3 separate regions of the Mus musculus genome follow, and all the other regions are linked to region 2. The links are chromatin contacts, called in public promoter capture Hi-C maps. All regions are on one chromosome and are shown on one strand. Each heading gives the region's core, a stretch centred on a gene start, on an enhancer-like site or on the middle of the called end of the contact. The rest is flanking DNA. Distances are from core to core; before and after follow the strand shown.

Region 1 (3,029 bases), core at 380-2,879, 520 kb before region 2:
GTTAAAGTTAGCAGAAACTAAGGCAGTATTTTCTGGCCCCACCTCTGAGACAGCACTGGCAGTGCTCAGGTGGCACAGTCACTGAACAAAAAATTGCTAAAGGGAGCTGATTATGGGATGGATCCCTGCATATGGCAGTCACTAGATGGTCCATCCTTTTGTCACAGCTCCAAATTTTGTCTCTGTAACTCCTTCTATGGGTGTTTTTTCCCATTTCTAAGAAAGGGTAAAGTGTCCACACTTTGGTCTTCGTTCTTCTTGAATTTCATAAGCTCTTGTCTTTAGCTGCATATGTATCAAAAGATGGCCTAGTCGGCCATCACTGCAAAGAGAGGCCCATTGGACTTGCAAACTTTATATGCCCCAGTACAGGGGAATGCCAGGGCCAAAAAGGGGGAGTGGGTGGGTAGGGGATTGGGGGGGTGGGTATGGGGGACCTTTGGGATAGCATTGAAAATGTAAATGAGGAAAATACCTAATAAAAAAAAAGAGTTGCTAAAGGGAACACGGTGCAGGAGATCCTGACCTGGAAGTGTCTCCAAAGTTGGAGTAGTCATGACAGGACAGAGACTGCTGCCAACTGTCTTTCTTTCCCAGGAATTTGGTAAAAGCAGGTGGCCCATGTCCAACCTGGAATCTCCCAGAGACCATTTACACAATGAAGATTCACTTGGAATCTTTGAATGGGACTGTAATTCAGGTACTGAGAAAAATAAGAAATTGATAATTGCCAAGAGAAAAGCTGTGAAGTAGAAAAAAATAAAATAGGATAAACCCGGAGTAAACCATAACAAAACTAAACTAGGGGAGAACAGGAAAGGGCTATCGCAGCATGGGGAGCTGGATGCTGTGTGGTGGGAACCAGAGTCTAGCTAAGCTTGAGAGGGAAGAGGTAGGAGATGAAGATGCTGAAGGAGTGGGAAGGAGACAGAAGGCAGCTCAGAGAAATGTTCTGTCTTCTGCCTGTTCATCTCTAGTCTCCAGAGACTCCACTTGCAGAAGCCAGCTGTACTAGATGGGACTGCACTGCAGCAAAGGAGCCCCAGAGAATAGCTTCCTCCTTATTGAGCCAGAAGAAGTACAAAGACTGAGTTCAAGGGCAAACAGACCTGGAAACTGCAAAACCCAGTGAAGAGAGTTGAGCTGTGGATGTCTTGAAAAGGAAGCCTACACTCTTAGAAGGTCTGCCTATAATGTAAGTATGTGCAAAACAAACCTCCCCTCCCTTTGCTTTGCTTGGGGAGGCCAGGAGGGAACAGTGATGCATGTATACCATGAATCCACAAATGCACAAGGAAACTGTTTTCAATTTGTCTAGAAATGCTCACCAGAAAAGACTAAGTGACCTTTTTCTTCTCAAAGAAATTGCTGCTTTTTTTCCCCCAAACTTAACCTGTGTGCAAGAATTTCTGTTTACGCTACCACCATATTTGATTCATCAGAAACCCCTTGACTTTGTCAACAGAGGCTTATTTGCCCACATTACCATGCTGCATGGCACTGAGATGGGGGGGGTTCTCTCTGAATCTTTATACTGACCTGCAGTATTTTGATAAATGCTATTGCCAGTAGGAGAAGGAGTCAGTAGGAAGTTTGGGCACCATCTGTGTTTGTTTCTGTAGCAATAGTAACTGCCTGGAGAAAAATCTGATGCTCATGGAAAAAATGCAGTATAAGCAGAACCCCAGACGATGCCTTTAGGATAATTACTGTACCTTTCATTGACACAGTGCTTTATGTATTTCAAACTGTTTTGATGGGCTTTTATCACGGGTTTCTACAAAACTTGTGAAAAGGGGGAATTGGTTTCTAGACAGAAAAGCTCAGCCTGGAAAATTACACTGATACTGGGCAATCTTTGGAGGACTCCAAAGTTAGTTATACAGTCTAATCTGCTGCTTGTAGGCCAGATCACACTCACCAAGCACTTTCTTTGTTCCAGGAACATTCTAAAAGGGCAAAAGAATCCTAGCTTGTTAAATATATATTTTCAGCAGGAAAAGCATAATAAAGGGGCATATTGTTTTATTATTATTTCAAGGAAGGAGAGGCTGAGGCAGAGGTCTTCTCTTCACTGTTAGCTGACAGTCAGTGAAAGATTTGTACCAAAGCATTTTAACCAAACACAATTTCTCCTAAGCAGTGACTTGTTTATATATTTAGTCATCCAGCAATATTCCTAATTATAGAGACACATGTTTAGCTTGCTCAGCTATCTTTCTTACACACCCCAGGCCAATTTACCCAGGGATAGGATTTACAACAAGTTTGCTGTTCCCTTTCCTCTTACATCTATGAGTTATCAAGAAAATGTCCCACAGACATGGTCACAGACCTATCTGAGGGAGGTAATTCCTTAATTGAGATTCCCAGGTGTGTCAGGGTCACACCTGACAACTAACAAGTTGATGACTAACAGGAGCTATCACACAAAGGATGTATCCTTAATACAGAAATTCATTGTGTTCTCAACTGTTTCATGTGACCCAGTGTGAATGACCTGTTTTAGCTATGACATCATTTAATCACTACTCATAAAGGATTGTACAAACATGCTTTTCTCCAAGTGTTTTGCTCTGATGATGATGATTCCTGTGTAGGATGAGGTTGGAAAGAAAGGAAGGTGATACAGTGCCAGCCATTTCAGAGACCAGGAGAGCCAACCTTTGAGCTAGTCTACTTGGCAGCCAACTTAAATACAAATATTCTGTTGAGCTTTTTGAAGTTGTGAAGTTTCATTCAATCCTTAGTTTCACATGTCTTGAGAGCTTATGGAATAATACTTTAGGGTGGTTGGCTACTTTTTAAAGTAGACTTTCTATTTTAGATCCCAGTCAAATGGATCCAAACCAATGGAGAGAACTAGCCAGGACCTCAAGTGGCCTTAAGTTGAGGTTCCCAGTGGCCTAGTGCTGTGACAATAGGTTCTGCCTAGGCTCCTTCTTTTAGGTTTTACTTGCTCATTTCCTAATTCCAAAGAACTGTAAATTAAAATTGTCTCACCTGGAATTCATTTTCCGTGCCTTACA
Region 2 (3,133 bases), core at 339-2,838:
GTTCATGTTTATTGAGTCATTATTTTCCAATATGCAGTTGCTCTCCAACAGGAGAGAAGAGTACTGTTCGTAACTTTAGTATTTCAGTTTAATTTATTATGACTTGATTATTAGGTAGTGGTAAACATGATTGCATTTCACTGCCTAACTACTCTACAAAGCCAGCTTTTCCCTTGAAAACAGGATAAGTATTTCACATTCCACATTTTTTCCTGGCAGTCTTTCATGAGATACTTTGTTATTATAGGTTATAATAAATAGCAACCACTAAAAATGCCAAAATGCATCTAATGTCTCTGAATCGTATGAGGAGTAAAAATCTTTCTATGATACACAAGTAAATCTCAAAAGTATCTTAATGCTGAGGGGCATGCTGAGAGAAAGATGTCACTGATTCTTCTAGTGGGTAAGACCTCAGGCTACAAAGCTACACTCTAGCCAGTTTGATGATGAAGCACTTCATTATTAATAAAACATTCATCTAAAAATTCTGCAGTTGTGTTAAATAGGAGAGTGCAGGGTACCAGGTATCCTGGATGTCTTCAGTTGCTACCATTGTTTCACATATATGGAACTATATTGGGTTAATATTTCTGACGGAGAAGTTTTCATGTGTACCTTTTTTTTCAAACGACCTTTCAAAGCAATGCAAAAGGCAAGACATAGATGTTCCTCTGGGAACTGAATCTCTGCTACATCACAGGTACACAAAAGAAAACGCACACCTGGTTTAAAAATCAGTTGATCAATTATGGAGCGTTCCTAGGGACCAGTATCTTGCATAGTACCCAATCATCACGTTTCGATTACATTTATAAGCACTTTAGCCTCTGCTTACCACGCTCACATAAATATACGAACATGCATACTTTATTGTTGAATAATTCTAAGACTTTCCAGGGAAAATACCTATTAAAAGCTATCAAAATCACTTTGAAACGCAGAAGGAAAAATATATATTATAAATAAATAAATATATAATAACGTTAATCTGTGACCAAGATACTCTCAGAACACTCCATGGATCGCATTTACTCCTGAACTGATTTTGCTGGCTTCTGCAAAGTAACAAGGTCCCGGTGGATCACCTGACACTTGCTAGTTTCCCTGTCCAGGACCCTAACAGGTCGCATCACTCTGCCATTAGACCTCAGGGCTAATTGAGCCTCCGAGGAGCCAGGCATCCAGCACTGTGCCTCCTGCATTAGGAAAGGGCTCTCAGGGACAGTTTCTGCCCAGCTGAGAGATTGCCCTCCCCAACTTCGCCTTGCCGGGGCTGGCAGGAGCCCAGCCGGTCCTACCTTCCGCCAGAAGGCGCGACGCGTGCACAAAAGATGGATCCAGGCTATCCTTCTCTGCCATCAGCTCAGGCAAGTATTTCTCTTCTCCCATAGCGCGGACTTCGGACCGTGCCCGGTCAGGCGCAATTTCCGCCCGCTCCGACGCCTTGGTCCCTGGCTCCCCCGGGAACCGTTCTTCCACCGTAGAGCGCAGCTCTAGCGCCTGGGGCTGCGCAGACCGCGCTGGTACCTGCCTCTCCCGCGCCCCAGCCAGGCTCCGGCCGTGGCCTCAGCTGGAGAGGATGCCCGTGCGGCCCAACCCCGCCGGCTTCCTATTGGAAGCGGGGTCCGAGGGCGGGGCGCACGCGGAGACTATGGACTATCATTGGGCGGGGCCGCAAGTCGAGTCGCCTGAGTGGCAGGAGGCTGCTGCGGAGGGGAGGGGTGTGCGAAGTGCAAGCGCACTCTCCTGGCCGCCTTAGCCCGCCGTGTTCTCAGGCCTGGCCAGTGCTGTGGAGTGGGTGCGGGCTGCCAGGCAGGCACGAGGATGAGAGAGCAAGAATGTGTGCCCCATGAGCACAGAGGCTGAGCACTTCACCTAGGTCTCCAAGGCACAGGTGTCTCTCCCCTGGATGATCGCAGACTCTTGGGCAAGGTTGGAAATCTGAGACAAAATGTGGGCTGTGTTTCCCATGACCTATATCTTGGGGCAGAAGGATGTCCACTAATGTACAAATGAAGAAGTGCCTGGATTCTGTAGTAGAGCAAAACGCTTCCAGTGTACCTTGCCCGTGATACAGAATTAGTTCTAGGGATCCACCCATTCTTATGGTGCAAAATTCACTCACTGTGTAAACTTAGCGGGGAGAATTGTGAATGAAAGAAGCTAGATGATGCCTAACTTCTGTCGCTCTGATGTTCTCCTATTTTAGACATCAGGGTCTCTTTCGCTGCCATGGGAATGCTGCTGAACTACTTTGTATATGCCCCACCTTTATTTAAATGAGTATTTTACCCACAAGAATCATCGCCAAGGAAGGAGGGATAAGGGAGGTACCCTTCCCTTCCAGATGGGACCCCTGAGCTGTACCTTGTCTACTTAAAATGAAATGATTCTTTCTTTAAAATTATCTTTTCCCAAACAATCCCTTGTCAATATTTCTACCACCCATTCACCTGGGACAACTTTCCCAGTATATAAAACCTGCTGGGAGTTTCCTAATTTCTCTTATTCTGTCCACAGTGTTACCTAAGTATTTATTTTAGGTGAAATTAGGATGTTATATTGATTTTTGTATGACATTTTAAAAAGTTAACATGTTTCACATCCATGAGATAACTCACTCCAGCTCAGAAAAACACTGAGCAACCCAGAGATACCAGGTTTTGCTTCTGTAGTCGGTGTAATATACCTCATAGCTATGCTAAAGCTGAGGCTAAAATTCAAATGTAAGTAGTATGAAGCTTCAGACAGCAGGGTTTACCCTACTCTCCCATATGCTAGACACTTTTAGACTGTGCATACATCCAATTAGTGTTTAAAAGTATTGAAAAGGGTCTAGAGACTGGACTTGAATAATTGCCAAATGAGATAGACATACTGTGTTGTGTTTTCTCTCACGGGGATGCTTTCTAATGAGTGATGACAAAGAGAACCAGAAACACATGACAAATGTCAGAAATAATACTAGACTACACATAATCCTAATCTGTAGAGTACTTTGTGTATTTAGTACATAATGGACATCACAAAATAAAAATAAGCTATATTGACCCTTAGAAACCAATATTCTTATTATTCACCTCCAGAGGATTAGCAACCAAAGGCAAAAACCCAAATACCCTGGAGGGGT
Region 3 (3,244 bases), core at 428-2,927, 950 kb after region 2:
ATTTATCCTAATTGATATTTAAACTGATTTTAAGCATCATTTTTTAAAATATACGTTTTTAATAAATAGTAATGAAATAAACTCATTCAATAGTACAGAAAATACAAGGAACACGGAAAATTTATAAAAATAATAATGTACAGTTAGGAAGATAGAAACAAGAGAAAATGAATCTACACATATATCTATAAATATTACTTTTTCAAATAAACATGTGTCTCACAGGACACAGCAAATTATTTATAGTCCTTTCTTACTTATATGTTCCAGAACAATATTGAAGCCCTAGATTGAAAACATCCTAAATCATGTTAAAATCAATGAAAAAGCAACCAAATGAATTTTTCTGGTGACAATAATGACAAATCCCTATGTAGCAGATTGTATGGTAATGTAATTAGTTAGCTGAAGTTCTTCAGACTGCTGATTTAAGTGAATCACTTATTTCATGGTCATAGCTCTGCTGTGTGATTGACCATGTAATAACCTAGATGGTTAACCTGAAAATATTTTATTCAGCTCTCACTATAGAAATGGAACAGCACCTTATTGTATGAAACAACCATATGTCATAACAGTAATAGAATTGACTATATTTGATCAAAACACCACTAAAATTCTGAACCTTTCTAAAATATGTCGGGGGTGGGGGGAGAACATAAACAACCAGTATTCAAAGGTAGAAAAAAAAATGTTCTTGTCATGATTTCTTTCTATCTCTTCTTATTCATACAGTTTCAGGAAATATTAAAATCCAAATCCCTTTGGACGGTCATCCTGACTTCAAGTGTTTCAGCTTCCCAGATATAGGATGCTCTAGCACTGTTCCGTTCCACGGGCTGGGGAAAGTTTACTAACAGCTTCTTTCTAGGAGTGCGAAGATCAAGGAGCATTTCTTGGATATCAATTTGAATTTCAGAAGGGTTTGTATTGGGCAGTTTAATTTTCACCACCAGCTCCTGGCAGCATGCCGTTGAAGGATCCTTTCTTGTTAATCCTAGGTATACGTCCTCAGTTCCCACAGTTTGTTGGAATACAATCTCATAATCTGGAATTTCACGAACATCCCATATATCATCATGCTCTGCTCCTTCTGGAACCTCTTCTGGATTCCAGATGTTCTCACTTTCATCACTCCTGGGTTCAGGAATAGCTTTGGACTCTTTTGCTTTAGGTGGTCCAATATTCCCAGGGCCCATGGCTCCAATAGTAAATGAGCATTGCCCCTGTTCAAAATCAAAACCATCCTCTTCTTCGGGATTGAGGAGACTGGATAGTGCTTGAAGGGACCAGGCAGAAGACAATGTCACAAATTGCATATTTTTACCTTCCTTGCTCTTTGCTTCCAAATTCCCTGTTACCACATTCTCAGCTTCAGCATTTTCTGATTCCATTATTCAAATATAGATAAGAGTGTACCTCAAGGGTAGAGTGCTTGCTAAATGTGGAAGAAGGTCTGAATTGGATCCCAGGTGCTTGGTCAGTGCTGTTCACAGCCTAGGAGCCGAAAATAAACTGCCACTCGCTGTGCGTTGCTCTGTTGCCTGGGTAACAACTTTGTTGAACTTCCCTTTTCCACCTCTAGTTCCTGCTTGACTCTGCTAGCCAATCACAGGAGAGTCTCCTTTGAAACAATACCAGCAGCAGCCAATCCCAGCTCGTCCCGTTCAGGGTCTATGGCTGCCATTTCTAGTTAAGTAGATCGACCTGGGTTAGGCTGTGGGATCCATCATGCTAGCTCCTGAGAGTTCACAGCTTCTCTGCGGTAGTCCGGGTCCTCCCGCTTCTCTCAGACTGCCTCTCCCCACCTCTGCCTTTACTTTGAAGACCAGATACCCAGCTGGCTCAGCCACAGAGGTAAGAGCAGGATGTTACCATTTGTCCTGCAAGCTTTTTGCAGTGAGCTTTTCTCCCCCTCCTCCACTCCGCCCCCACTCCTCCTAAGCATCATTTTTAAAACCTGAGTGGGTTTCTATTCCTTTTCTAAAGTATTTTATTTTTATTTGGGAGGGAGTTGAGTGGTGGCTCAGCACTTAACGTTCAGTGCTCTTCCAGAGAACTGGGGTTTATTTCTCAGCACCCACATAGACGCTTATAACTCTGTAATTCAGTTGCGGGGCATCTTTTTCTGACCTCAGTGAGCACCAGGTACACATGTGGTATGCAGACATACATGAAGACAAAACACTACTCCGCTACTTTACTTGTGCCAACCTGACATATACCTAACCAAGATCTAGGTGGGAAGAAAGAATCTTGTGTTTCGACTAGCTTTTGATTACACAGCCATCTCTCCAGCCCAGGAAGAGTGAATTATAAGTGAGAAAATAAAAGTGGCCTATAGGCAAAAATGGAGGACACTTTCTCAATGATTGATGTGGGAGGGCCAGCCCTCAGTAGGCAGTACTACCCCTGGGCAGGTGGTCCTGGATTACATAACAAAGAAGGTAACAAAGAAGGCTAAGGAAGCCTTGGGGGTCTAGGCAGTAAGCAGCCCTCCTCCATGGCTTGTACTTCAATTCCTGCCTCCATGTTCTTGCCTTGAGTTCTTGCTCTGAGTTGTCTCAGTGATGGAGTGTGATCTGAAAGTTGTGAGCTAGAATAAGCTTTTTTTCCCACCCATTTGCTTTTGGACATGATGCTTGATCACAACCATATGAATCATAATTAAGATGAAAAATACTAGCCAGACTGTGGGATATTGCTGTGGAATACACCTAACCATATTGTTTGCAGTTGGGGAGGGGTGTGGAAAAAATGGACAGAATAGCCATTGGTGCTCAGAGCTCAATAAGCTATTATTCTATGGGAGCTTGGAAGATAAGAAGGCTGAGAGCTATGTAGGCAGTGCAGACTTGGTTTGTGAGTTTCACAAGGATATAAAGACTACAAGGGCCAGGTGAGGTGGTGCATGCGTTTAGTCCCAGCACTCAGGAAGCAGAAACAAGCGGATCTCTGAGTTCATAGCCAGCCTCTTTTACTGTGTGAGTTCCAGGAGAGCCAGGGCTACACAAAGAAAACCTGCCTCAATCAATCAATCAATCAATCAATCAATCAATTGCAATAAAAACTACCGGACTTGTTTGGGTGATATTTTAAATTAAAGATCTGTGGTTCTTTAATCACCTGGGATCTGAAGAGTCTATTGAGATTAAGAAGAGACTAGCATTGTTGAGGTAAAATTTTCTGAAAAGGGTTTCCTCAAGTTTGGCATACAGAAGCTATGATCCAGATGGGATTCAGG

Evidence for each region. Promoter capture Hi-C pulls out the DNA fragments that hold promoters and counts their contacts.
Region 1: a contact with region 2 is called in a promoter capture Hi-C map of hippocampal neurons, with 4 times the contacts expected there. The contact joins the enhancer-like site here to the promoter of Khdrbs2 in region 2. A contact is called at or near these places in 5 of 39 promoter capture datasets (the C10 cell line, embryonic stem cells, hippocampal neurons and 1 more), 6 of 484 Hi-C or Micro-C datasets (the HL-1 cell line, cortical neurons, embryonic stem cells and 2 more), 1 of 115 datasets of contacts at active chromatin or transcription factors (stem cell-derived neural progenitor cells) and 1 of 9 other capture datasets (embryonic stem cells).
Region 3: a promoter capture Hi-C map of liver shows a contact between it and region 2, with 2.7 times the contacts expected there. The contact joins the promoter of 4931428L18Rik here to the promoter of Khdrbs2 in region 2. A contact is called at or near these places in 18 of 39 promoter capture datasets (the 3T3-L1 cell line, 3T3-L1-derived adipocytes, the C10 cell line and 12 more), 1 of 15 datasets of contacts at CTCF or cohesin (large pre-B cells), 11 of 484 Hi-C or Micro-C datasets (cerebellar granule neurons, cerebellum, cerebral cortex and 7 more), 6 of 115 datasets of contacts at active chromatin or transcription factors (astrocytes, embryonic basal ganglia, embryonic forebrain and 3 more) and 1 of 9 other capture datasets (embryonic stem cells).

Annotation. Positions count from the first base shown.
Region 1 is chr1:32,687,636-32,690,664 of GRCm38.p6, reverse strand. It overlaps a transcript of Khdrbs2 not described here. Among named protein-coding and RNA genes, the nearest start is that of Gm24732, 120 kb to the right of the region's middle. Within about 2 kb of position 1,629, at least 2 of the 459 cell types and tissues checked have an H3K27ac peak or open chromatin away from gene starts, as enhancers often do. A contact at or near this core is called in hippocampal neurons, where this site is marked.
Region 2 is chr1:32,171,177-32,174,309 of GRCm38.p6, reverse strand. Khdrbs2 (KH domain containing, RNA binding, signal transduction associated 2) reads right to left here and starts at 1,588. Exons shown (of 9, transcript NM_133235.3): 1 at 1,302-1,588. The coding sequence starts at 1,392.
Region 3 is chr1:31,221,089-31,224,332 of GRCm38.p6, reverse strand. It overlaps 4931428L18Rik (RIKEN cDNA 4931428L18 gene), which reads left to right and starts at 1,677. Exons shown (of 3, transcript NR_033445.1): 1 at 1,677-1,857. It overlaps Dnaaf6 (dynein axonemal assembly factor 6), which reads right to left and starts at 1,494. Exons shown (of 1, transcript NM_029062.2): 1 at 46-1,494. The coding sequence starts at 1,394. The coding sequence ends at 738.